Linked DNA regions of Mus musculus: region 2 is linked to region 1. The links are chromatin contacts, called in public capture Hi-C maps. All regions are on one chromosome and are shown on one strand. Each heading gives the region's core, a stretch centred on a gene start, on an enhancer-like site or on the middle of the called end of the contact. The rest is flanking DNA. Distances are from core to core; before and after follow the strand shown.

The links. Capture Hi-C pulls out chosen DNA fragments and counts their contacts.
Region 2: a contact with region 1 is called in a capture Hi-C map of embryonic stem cells, with 3 times the contacts expected there. The contact joins two enhancer-like sites. A contact is called at or near these places in 6 of 484 Hi-C or Micro-C datasets (3T3-L1-derived adipocytes, growing oocytes, pre-hematopoietic stem cells and 3 more), 2 of 115 datasets of contacts at active chromatin or transcription factors (both in embryonic stem cells) and 1 of 9 other capture datasets (embryonic stem cells).

What each region holds. Positions count from the first base shown.
Region 1 is chr2:5,075,697-5,081,857 of GRCm38.p6, reverse strand. No RefSeq gene overlaps it. Among named protein-coding and RNA genes, the nearest start is that of Optn, 15 kb to the right of the region's middle. Within about 2 kb of position 1,622, at least 36 of the 459 cell types and tissues checked have an H3K27ac peak or open chromatin away from gene starts, as enhancers often do. A contact at or near this core is called in embryonic stem cells, where this site is marked.
Region 2 is chr2:5,218,465-5,224,136 of GRCm38.p6, reverse strand. The region is part of intron 2 of Ccdc3 (coiled-coil domain containing 3); the gene reads right to left. It overlaps Gm46729 (a long non-coding RNA gene), which reads right to left. Exons shown (of 3, transcript XR_001783223.1): 3 at 3,283-3,498. Among named protein-coding and RNA genes, the nearest start is that of Gm46729, 5.9 kb to the right of the region's middle. Within about 2 kb of position 3,991, at least 20 of the 459 cell types and tissues checked have an H3K27ac peak or open chromatin away from gene starts, as enhancers often do. A contact at or near this core is called in embryonic stem cells, where this site is marked.

The sequences.
Region 1 (6,161 bases), core at 373-2,872:
ACACACACACACACACACACACACACCTCCAATATCTTAACTCTCTTAGGAAGTTCTAAGTATTTTATGTCAGAACACTTTCCAAAAATGGAGTCCGATAAGAAGAATTCTGAGTTCGTGTGAGAAAATTCCAAGTAAACAAGAGTCTTTGTGACCTGTTTCTTCCAAATGCCAACTTCTTTCTGAAATGTGATTAAATGTCCCTCCCAAGTATGGTGGGTAGGAGGGAGTTGACTTCAGATTGTTCATTGGAGCTGGCTATTGTTTGGTTTTATGTCCGTGTAGACAGACATGTTACCGCCATGTGTGGTTTGTCTTTGTGATTGTAAACTGTACTCATTCGATTCTTCTTAACTCTCAGAGTATAGATTGTCTGATGCTCTGAGTAAGGTTGGCTAAGGCCTGAGGCTTTAGTCCTTCTCGGTTTTTAGGCTCCATCCTCCCAATTTCCACTGCCTCAACAATTGTACCTTTGCCCTTTAAAAATATGTCAAACCTTCCATTCCTCATCTATTTTATTTTTTAATTTTTCCCAAAAGTAAACATATACGTGTACACAGTCACACATGGATATACACATCCACATGTGCACACTCACACTCATATTCCTCACAATCATACACAGGCACTCCACATACACCATGAGTATGCTTGTATGTGACCATAGGCACCTACTTGCAAATACTCAACACATACAGACACATTACAAAAACGCACACACTTGGACTTCTACCCATATATTCACACACAGGCACGTATGTACATATGCATACATGATACATACACTTCTATACAAGTGTAGACTCAAAATATATGAATACACACGTGTATGCTCAGTCATTGGAGTTTCATATGCCAGTCTATATTGGGGTGCTGTTTTACTGAAGTACTTCCTGACCTCTGTTCCCATAATTCTGTGAGACCCCGACTTAGAGCGTTTCTCCCTGAAAGGTAAAGCCCCTGGACATTCCCCAAGCTTGTTTTCCCTGATCTCTTAAAATACAGCCAGAAAGAAGCTCTTTGTTCTCTATAGCCAACAAAAAGTCTTTTTGTTTCTGTGCCTTACAGCCAGAGACTCGATGATTGTGGGGAGACCTAGCCAGGCGCTTGCTTGGCTCCCTGTGCCAAGGACATGGAGATAGATTCCCCAGAGAAGAGCTACAGCTCACTCCTCACTCTTCATGCCTTGTTATTTTACCAAGGACACCCGCCAGAGAAGAGCTGTAGCCAAACTCCTCCCAACTCCTCAGCTAGCTGTTAAAAGCCCCCTACTGTTACCGCTCGAGATCGAACTCCCCTCAGCTAGCTGACAATAAAGCGTCTTGCAGTTTGCATCAGGTGTTATCGGGGTGCCGACCAGCTCAACCCGGGACTTGAGCGGAGGTCTCCCCAGTTTCGGGGGTCTTACAATTCCACAATCCCAGCAAAGGAGGCCATTTCCTTGTCTGTTTTTTTTTTATCTTGATACATATGTACTATTAAAATGGGACAAATTAAAAGGTCTTAGTCTGACAAAGAGCACTTTCCTTAAAAATGCTGACCTTTCTTTCATAGGCTCAATTTGGATTTTCCCTGAGAGGGACTGCCAGTTGACTGCAGACAGTCATTTGGCACCATCTGCTGGACATAGACAGTCTGAGCAAATGAGAGCTGAAGAGATCAGAGCTGAAGAGCCCAGAATCCACGTTGAGTGAGTGCCTGGATCTAATAGTTCTGCTGTGTGTGGCTTTATTGCAAATATGCAACTTCCTGTGCATATCTCTGAGTTACCTTACGTTATCCTCTCTGAATTTCACAAAGCACCTTTGCTTTATAGCCTCAGCCAAGTCAGCTCACAATGAAGAGCAGAAACCACATCTTGCCACTGTTGCATCCCTAGGGTCCAGGATACAGTAGGAGCTGTGAAACATGTTTCTCTTGCTCTGTGGCTTTTGAATGGCACAATGACTAATATGGGCCATAAGAGATGATGAACCATGGACAGCATAAAGCTAGGGGTGAACATGAACTCCTGATCCTCTGCCTCTACCTCCCCACACCGGGATGATGTTGGAGAAACATCAGCTGCTCCGTATGCCTTTTCAAATTTTAAATTTTTCTTCAAATTAAAAAAATAATAATAACTGTTTAGACCAAGGTCTTGCCATGTAACCCAGGTTGACCTCAAACTTGATCCTCCTGCCTCAGCCTCTCAAGCCCTCAGTAACCTTTAAAAACTGATAAGTTTTCCCCCATGTGATAGTTAACTGTGTGCATTAACTTGGCCAGACTAAAATGCCCTGCATTTGGCCAAATACCACTGGAGATACTTCTGTGGAGACACATTCTTTATGTGATTGGTGTTCTGCATAAAGCGTGTGATTCTCCATATTGTGTGTGGGTCCTTTCATTTGAAAGCTTTGAGAGTAAAGACTGCAGTTTCTCAAGGTAGAAGAAATTTTTCTTCAACCAGATTGCCACAGAGAAACCCTGCCTCAGTTTCTCACTTGAGGGATTTGGAGTCCAGACATCAATTGTAATTCTTACCTGAAATTCCAGCCTGATGACCTCATATAAACCTTAGACATTCCTGCTTCATTCTCCCTCTCCCTCTCCCTCTCCGTCCCATTTTGCTGGAGAAACCTAACACAGGTCCTATACATTATATTAGTAAAGTATCAAGTGTTTTTTCAGTTCACTAAGAAGCTAACTGTGAATCAGGATTGCCCCTAACTAACTTCAGACCCAAGCATATCTGTCTTAGAGCATCCTCCAAGATCTTAGTCCAGGAATGGGCTATTCCTATCCCCAGCTTTGTGAGAAATGGACAGGAGAACAACAAAGCATCCCACAAATAGAAATATCACATCCTTGAGAACAATCAAGTAAATTGTTACAGGAAAAACACAACATCTCTGAGCACATTTAGGAGGTAAATCGTTCCCAGACACCTTCCTGAAGGGAGTGGGGGGAGCTTTGAGGTTTCAGAAGCACAAGCCAGGCTGGGTGGCTCACTTACTCTTCCTACTGCCTGCCAGTCCAGATGTAGAACTTCCAGGTCTTTCTCCAGCACCATACTTGCCTTTGGGCTTCCATGCTTCCCACCTGACATTAATGGACTGAACCTCTGAACCTGTAAGCCATCCCCAATTAAATATTTTCCTTTATAAGAGTTGCTGTAGTCATGGTGTCTCTTCACAGCAATAGAAACCCTAACTAAGATGGAAGTTGGTACCAGAAGTGGGGTGTTGCTCTGATAAGCTTGACCATGTGGCTTCTTCTTGGCAGAATGTAAACTTTGGGACTTTGGATTAGGAAAGCAGTTGAATGCTTTGAGAAGGGCTTAATGGACCATATTAGTAGGAGCATGAAAGACAGTGGTGCTGAAAAGGATTGGAACTGTGAGGGCCCAGCTTAAGAGGTTTTAGAGAAGAATATTATTATGTGACCTAAAGAGCACTCTTTTTTGGTGAAGAATGTGACTGCATTTTGCTTTTGTCCAAAAAAGTCTGCCTGAGATTAAATTCAAAAGTTTTGGATTGTGTTGACAGAGGAGATTTCAAAATAGCTTATTGTCGACCAAGTTGTATGGTGATCAGTGGCCAGTCTTATGCAGATCTATACTGAAAAGAAACAAGCTGAGGAAGGGAAATGCAAAGTATACAGTTTGAGAAGAAAGGGGTGCCAGGAAGTATAAACAGATTAAAGAACAGCCTGAGGCCAAGAGATAAAGGGAATGGTGACCTCAGAGCAAGTCCCCACCCAGTTAAGTTTCCAACTTGTTCAGAGGAAGTTTTAAAAAACTTAAGGCCAGGTGCATGGTACACACTTTTAATCCCAGCACTCAGAAGGCCGAGGCAGGGGATCTCTAAATTTGAGACCAGCCTGGTCTATGATCAAGTTCCAAGACAGCCAAGCTTAAGCAATTAAGGAAACCATTGAAAACAGAAAGCTGGTGGAAATGTATTTGAATGAGGAGGCCATACTGCAGCCCCAGCAAGGAACAACACTTGGCAGTTTTAGCCTCATGATTCTGTCTTTAGAGTCAAAGCTACAAGATAGGGGTTATGGAATCTCCCTCTGAGACGAAGAATGCTGCTGAGGCTAGACAGGAGTGGCAAGAGTGTCCCTGCATGGAGGCCCAGGGAGACCTTTTCATGAAGTTGTGAAAGTGAAGCCTAGATTGCCTTAGAGGACCCAAGAGGCTAGAGATGCCATGGGATACCTACCAAGGAGAGCTGCTAAGAGGGGGTGGAACCAGCCCAAGAGAGAGAAGTGTGTGACAGTCAACATGGCTGGAAGGGCTTAAGGATCTGAAGGGCACATTGACATTAGACAGGAAGGTGTAGAGTTTGGCGATTGCCCAGCTGGTTTCAGTCTTGTTTGGTCCAGTACTTCCTCGCTGTGCTCCCTCTCCTCCTTCTTGGAATGATCATGTATATCCTGGTCATTATATGTTGGAAGCATGTGATCTGCTTTTTTTATTTTGAATTTATAGGCAGAGTACAGTTAAGATACTGCCATGAGTCTCAGAAGAGATTTTGGACCTTGGACTTTTACACGGGGTTGAAACTGATAGAGTTGGACTGAACGCATTTCTGTGTTATGATATGAATATAAGCCTATAGGGGGGGGGAGGGTGTCATGGAGTGGAATGTGATGGTTTGAATAAGAATGGTCCCCATAAACTCATAATTTTTGAATGCTTAGACAGTGGCACTAGGACGTGTGGCCGTGTTGGAGACAGTGAGTCACAGTGAGTGAGCTTTGAGGTTTCAGAAACTCAAGCCAGGCTCAGTGGCTGTGATGATTTGTATATGTTCAGCCCAGGGAGTGGCACTATTAGAAGATGTGGCCCTATTGGAGTTGGTGTGTCACTGGGGGTATGTGCTATAAGACCTTCTTTCTAGCTACCTGGAAGTCAGAATTCTACTAGCCGCCTTCAGATGAAGATGTAGAACTCTCAGCTCCACCTGCACCATGCCTGCCTGAATGTTTCCATGTTCCTGCCTTAATGATAATGGACTGAACCTCTGAACCTGTAAGCTAGCTCCAATTAAAAGTTGTCCTTTATAAGAGTTGCCTTGGTCGTGGTATCTGTTCACAGCAGTAAAACCCTAACTAAGACCGTGGCTCACTAGCTTTTCCTGCTGTCTGCCAGTCCATGTAGAACTCTCAGGTCCTTCTCCATGCCATGTCTACCTGCATGCTGGCATGCTTCCCACTATGATAGTAATGAACTAAACCTGTAAGCCAGCCCCAACTGAATGTTGTCCTCTATAAAGGAGCAGCCATCATCATGGTGTCTCTTCACAGCGATGAAAACACTAAGTCACTATCCTTCTTCCTAGAATGATTGGTGGCCTCCAGGCAGAGCCACAGCTGCCTCAGCAACCAGAGGTACAAGTGGAGGTCTTATGGCTGCAGAGTAGTGAACAGAGGCATCAAAATTAGCATATAAGGATTAGGGAGATGGGGAGATGGCTCAGCAGGGAAAAGCTCTTGAGTTCTATCCCTGGTACCCATGTGAAGGAAGAAGAGAAACCTACTACCTCAAGATGTTCTCTGATCTCTCTCTCTCTCTCTCTCTCTCTCTCTCTCTCTCTCTCTCTCTCTCTACCTCCCTCCCTCCCTCCCTCATCCCAAGAGAGAGAGAGAGAGAGAGAGAGAGAGAGAGAGAGAGAGTGTGTGTGTGTGTGTGTGTGTGTGTGTGTGTTTAAATGTAAAAGAACAGAGATTAGCATAGGAAAGAAACCAACAACCCTCCCTACCAAGTCTATCTTGTAACAGAACAATACAGAGCATTTCCTGTTCTAAGAATGGCCCAAAAGCCATGCTAACAGGGTATAAACATCCAATCATTTGTCAAGCACTCACCATTAAGCCAAACAGCTCTAGCCTTCTTCTATCCTCAGATGTACCTTTTTCCTTAATAAAACCAGTGTGGTATCTACCACTATCCAGGAATTCCTGGTGCAATTCCTTGTTCCAGGACACAAGAACCCAGACTTCCCACCAGGTGCCCTGCAGACTCCTGCATCCACCTACAACTGGCTGCTTAGCCAGCCTCAGCCCTGACCAAAGTGAAATGAATAAATGACCTATGGCATTTTCACCACAGACAAGCCACAGCTGGGACCTGACAGAATTAAGTGGCTCTTCCTTAGTAAGAAAGTCTGTTT
Region 2 (5,672 bases), core at 2,742-5,241, 140 kb before region 1:
ATTCCAAATATCTAAGTAGCTGGGAGAAACACTTTGCATCCATTCTCCTTATACTGAGGTCCTTGAAGGAGTTAGAGTAGATTTTTCAAGAACAGGATAAAAGAAAATGATAAGCAGTGTCTACCAAACCAAGAGACCCAGGTCTTTCCATTTGAGCAGAATCCATTAGTATATCCTAGACTATCACATCAAGGAAGAGTTAAAGGGATCATGAGACATGAGCTATCACCATGGACAAAGTTTGTCCTGGGTCCCCAACATTCCTAGACCCAAGGGAAAACAAGTCCCTATTCTAGGGACACCAGGTCAAGAAAAGCACAAATAACACAGGCAGCCAATGACCTAAAGAAGGCAAGATGAATCTGAGAGGCACCAAGCTGTCTTGGGGTTGGAGTGAGTATACTAGAGGTAGAAATGACAAGTTCCAAAGCAAGGTTAAATGTGTTTCTTGGTGAATCATCCTGTGGTCCTCATGGCTTCTCCTTCCCCCAGAGGAGCAAAGAAAGACATCAAAGGACTCACTTGTCCAACGCCACCAGTAGCAAAGCCATAATCCAAGACTACAGTCACACAAGTCTTTCCTCTTCAGCAAACATGTCATGTGCACCGAGACAATACCATGACATAATGAAGCTGTTGCCCATAAAAGCTAAAGTGGTTCTCCTGGGTTCTAGCCATCACTGCTCCCCCCAAAAGTGAGAATTCCTAAGAGGAGAACTATGCTTTTCAAATACATGTTTCTTTAAGAAACTCCTGTTTCTGAGCAGGTAGGGGACCCCTGGATCTCCTGCATGTGGAAAGGACTATGGTGTGTGTGTGGGGGGGGGGGGGGTAGTGAGTGAGACCTAAAGTGACTAAGTAAAAAAAATTAAATTAAAAAGACATCTAAAAAACAAAAGAAAAGAAAGAGAAGAAAAGAAAAAAAGAAAAGAAAAAGAAACTTCTGTTTGTAGAATACTTTCCAAATGAACTCAATCTCTTAACATTTTCTGGGGAAAAAAAAAAAAAAAGAAAAAGGAAAAATAGAAAAGGCCAAGATGTGCTCTTTGCTCCTCACTTAGCTTTGAGGTTATTTGCTCATTTATTTAGCTTTGAGGTCCTTTTTTCAGTAATTTGAGCTGCAGAGGGAGGAGGCCTGGCTGGGCTGGAGCAGGTACTACACATAGTCTTTGAAAAAGAACCAACAAGAAAGGTCCTGGGAGGAGAACCACACATCCCCCAGCCTGTCCCTGCAGAACCCCTGCACTTTCCCCAGGCTAACCCGGGAAGATGACTCTCCAGCTAGATGCTTAAGCACCTCCACTTGGCCTGTGGCAGAGTTTTATCTGGAAGTTTCCGTGTGGCTGAGAGAAGCCTGACTTGGGGCAGATGGGCAAACTGCCAGCAGGTAGAGATTGCTCTCTGATGTTTTAACAAGTTAGGCTGAGGGCCCCAGGCTTCCTTCTCTTTTAAAACTGTGTCTGTCTAAAGCTGAAGCAGTAACAAGCTAATTATCAATCAACTTTTTAAAAGACAAATAAGGAGCCAAGACTGGATTCTTGGTTCTGTCAAACACAAGGACCTGAGCTCAGCTCCCCAGATGCTAAGTAAAAACCTAGGTGCAGAGATGCACACTTATAACCTTGGAGTTGGAGAGACAGCGATAGAGCATCCTTGAGTCTGGTTGACCAGCTAGCCTAGTCGGATTGGCAAGCCCTGGGTCTTAGGTCCCACTAAGAGATCCTGTCTAAAAAGAAAAGAAAAAAAAAAAAAAAACAGTGTGGGGCCAGCTAGGTGATCAAGCCTGACAACCTGAATTTTATCCTCAAGAGCCACATGGTGGAAGGAGAGAGCCATCCTCTGCGAGTAGTCTTCTGGCCTCCAAGCAGTGCACACATTATATGACTGTTAAAGATAAATAAATTACAGTAAGATAGAAAACAACTTTAAAAGGTACCCAATGCTGACCTCTGGCTTCCACACGCATGTTCACAGTGCACACGGCTCATGCACACAAGCAGGTATACGTATATACGCACACACGCAAAGCAATCCAAACGTGGACAGTTTAAATCATCTGTGAGTGCACGTAGAGAAAGGCACTGTTGACATATCACTGCATGTGTTCCTACAGTTGGGTTCTGGTCCAGGAAAGTACCTAAAGATTTCAAGCAAAACTGGAATCATGCTGCTATTACATTGCCTGCTCTAATCTTTCCCTGGAATCTTATCATATTTTGCTATAAAAGTACCTTTTATTTGCCTGAAGTTAATAATCGTCTCTGAGGGTTACTGTCTCACTCTGCTAACATAGGCCTAGTCCTGGAAGCTTCTAGCCTCCATACAATATTATCTAGGCCTAGAATATTTTCAGCCTTGAGGACTTACTGCTGAATAAGCTCACCGTTTCTAGCTCTTTCTGAACTTTGGCTGGCTGATCAACCTAGCTACTCTGACTCAAACTACTCTCCAAGCTGACTGATTCAGTCTGGCTTCTCTCAGTTTCTCCTGAATAGCTCTGCTTGTCCTCATACTAACTCCAGAAATATGTTCTAATCTTCTAACTCCTTCTCATTTTCTGGCTCATTCTATCTTCACCCTTGTCTAGCTTGTTCTCTCTTCTCTATAAGACTCTCCTGGTAAAACTGACCCCTCCTCCTTCCTGCCCTACCTCTCTTTCCTTGCCTCATGAGAGCTGGGCAGCCCTTTCCTCTCCTCATGAGAGCTAGGCAGATCCTATTTTGTCAAGTCTTTCTCTGATTTGTCACTTTGTCCGCCCCTCAATTAGACATCACTTTCAAACACGGGTCTTTCCTTCTACAAACTAACTTTACCTTCATCCCTTCATCATTTGGTATTAAAGATGAGTACTAAGGGCATGTCTGTATTCCAGCCAGAGGAATTAAAGGTGGTTTCTGAGGCTAAGCCACACTACAACAAGAAACAGGGTCCCCCCCACCCTGCATGTATTAGTTAGGGTTCTCTAGAGTCACAGAACTTATGGGTAGTCTCTATTTAGTAAAGGAATTTATTGATGACTTACAGTCTGCAGTCCAATTCCCAACAATGGTTCAGTAGTAGCTGTGACTGGAAGTCCAAGGATCTAGCAGTTACTCAGTCCCACACAGCAAGCAGGCAAGGGAGGGATATTCTTTACTAGCTTGCTTCGCCTGGCTTGCTCAGCCTGCTCTCTTATAGAACCAAGACTACCAGCCCAGAGATGGTCCCACCCACAAGGGGCCTTTCCCCCTTGATCACTAATTGAGAAAATGCCTTACCGTTGGATCTCATGGAAGCTCCTTTCTCTGTGATAACTCCAGCTGTGTCAAGTTGACACAAGACTAGCCAGCACACCACAGGAACCAACACAATCTCGGGGTTTACAGTGTGATCAAATACTCTGCAACATTTTCCAGACGCTGGTCTGCATAGTTCTTTCATTGAGTATCTCAATATAAGCAGGTGTAAGAAGCATTGCAAGGCCCCCAGTCAGGAACCCTTTCTCCTGATAACCACAGGCTGAGGAGAGAGAGGAGTATGGGATTGGTGCTGATACATCCTTGAGGCCAAGTGATCTTGATGCATACATTTTGGTCGCCCACCTCCATTGACAGGACACACCTATGGAGTGTTCCTTGTCTGAACCTCTGTTTGGTATATTCCTATCTGGTTTTCATTTCCCCCCAGGAGCTCAGGTGCTGTGAGGTTTTATAGTCACAACCTTGAGAGGGTAAGGAAGGGTATCCATGTTACAGTCCAGAATCATCTACCACTTCCAAATTAGTTTAGCTTTCTTATACTCTTTCCTTCCCTCCCTCCTTCCAGCTCACCTCCTTTTTGTTCTCTTCAGCAAACAAAACTAAACAAAATACTTGCCATTGTGTGCCTGGGCTATGTGAGGGGTAGAAGGGTTTCCTGGGTTCTTTGTAACACAATGGTAAGCATTGTATCTAGCCAAACAAATGTAGTGTGTCTAAAAGTCACTGTTTCCTAGTAGTGGGCATAACAAATGTGCTCCCTGGGAGTGCCTTTCTGCACAGCTGCTTTCAATTTAAATAACCATCTACAAGGACAAGACAATGTGTACTTTCTGAAGTATAAAGAAACAGAAGGACTGTCCAAAAGTAACAAGACAGACAAATAGTTTGCATTTTAAACACCTCATTCCCATTCTTGGGATTCAAAATAAGAAGGAAGTGGGAGAGGATTTTTTTTTAAAGGAGAGTAATCTAACTATGGCCTATCACAGTATCTTGCCCCGCATGAGTAAAGTTTTATTAGAATATAGCTACAATTGTATGTTTGCATATTATGTGTGGCATTTATTGTGCTACAGTGACAGTTAAGTAGTTGCCACAAAGACCTTGTGGTCCTAGGCTTAAGATATTTACTATCTGGTTCTTCATAAGGCTAGGGAGCATCTGAAACCTGACTGAGGAGGGACAAATGGAGGTGAAAATGTGATAATTAACCACTCGATGGATTGGGAGGGAAGGTGTTCGACAGACAGCCAAAGACTGAAGGAAGAACAAGGAACAGACGAACACTTTAATCAGAGCTTTCTGGGACCTTGTATATCCACCCCTCACACCCAAAATCACATTCATACCACTCTGGAACACTAACATGTGATTTCTGTGGGTCACAGCCCAGGATACCAGTAATCTTTGTTCAAAGGTCATTGCACTCCAGCCCAATGGACTGTGGCCAATTTCAAAAGTCCAGATGGAGATGTAAACTTTATACAATGTTAAACTGTAGAAGGTCTAAAAACAGTAGCCAGTACAGGTCAGGATTGCTTCACCATCTGCACTACGGGAGCTCAGCTGGCCTCAGCTCAGATACCCACAGTTCTCTTTGGCCCTTCTGCAAATCAGTTGGAAAGTTAGCCTTGCTACATCATTTAACTCCAGAAAGAGACAGAGAGAGAGAGAGAGACAGACAGACAGACAGACAAGCAGTCCCCAAGCTGAGCCAAACCCACAGTTACTAGGGAAACACCCAAACCTTGGAAGTGACAAACAGGGCAGTTCTTCTGAGGACTCTCTTGAGGGACAGCCTGAGATGCCAATGACAGCATTTGACTTGTTGGTGGCTCCTTTGCTCTACCCAAAATCAAAAGTGTTGCCTTCTCTGTGCCAGGTGCCAAGAAAAGAAAAGGCTTTGTGACCTGAAGGCAAGGTATGTGGGGAAGAGGAAGGAGGCCGTGGGGTTAAGTCGAAAGTCATGAGAGAGTTGGAGTGAGAGTTATCTCCCATTGGTCTGAGTAAGGAGGCCCAGGCTCCCCACTTGGCCTGTCTGAGCTCATCCCCAGGCCCCACCCCCTATTCACTTAGCCAAGGAAGGAACCATCAAACACCCCTGATAAAAGGGGGGGGGGCCTTCCGAGTTGGGCAAAACTGGGACTGAATCCTTGTTCATAGGATTTGACACCCCACATTGATATTACTCTGTGTGACCTGCCCCATCATCTAACAGCAAGGCCTTAGTCAAAGAATCTGCCTTAGCAATGTTTTCTCACACATAGAATAGCATAACACCACCAGTGTGGTGATTGAATAGGAATGCCCCCATAGGCTCATATATTTAAATGGGTAGTTACTAGGGAGTGGCCCTGCTTGAGAGTGGCCTATTAGGAGCTATGGCCTTGGTGGGAGAAGTGTGTCACTGGAAGTGGGCTCTGGGGTTTTAAA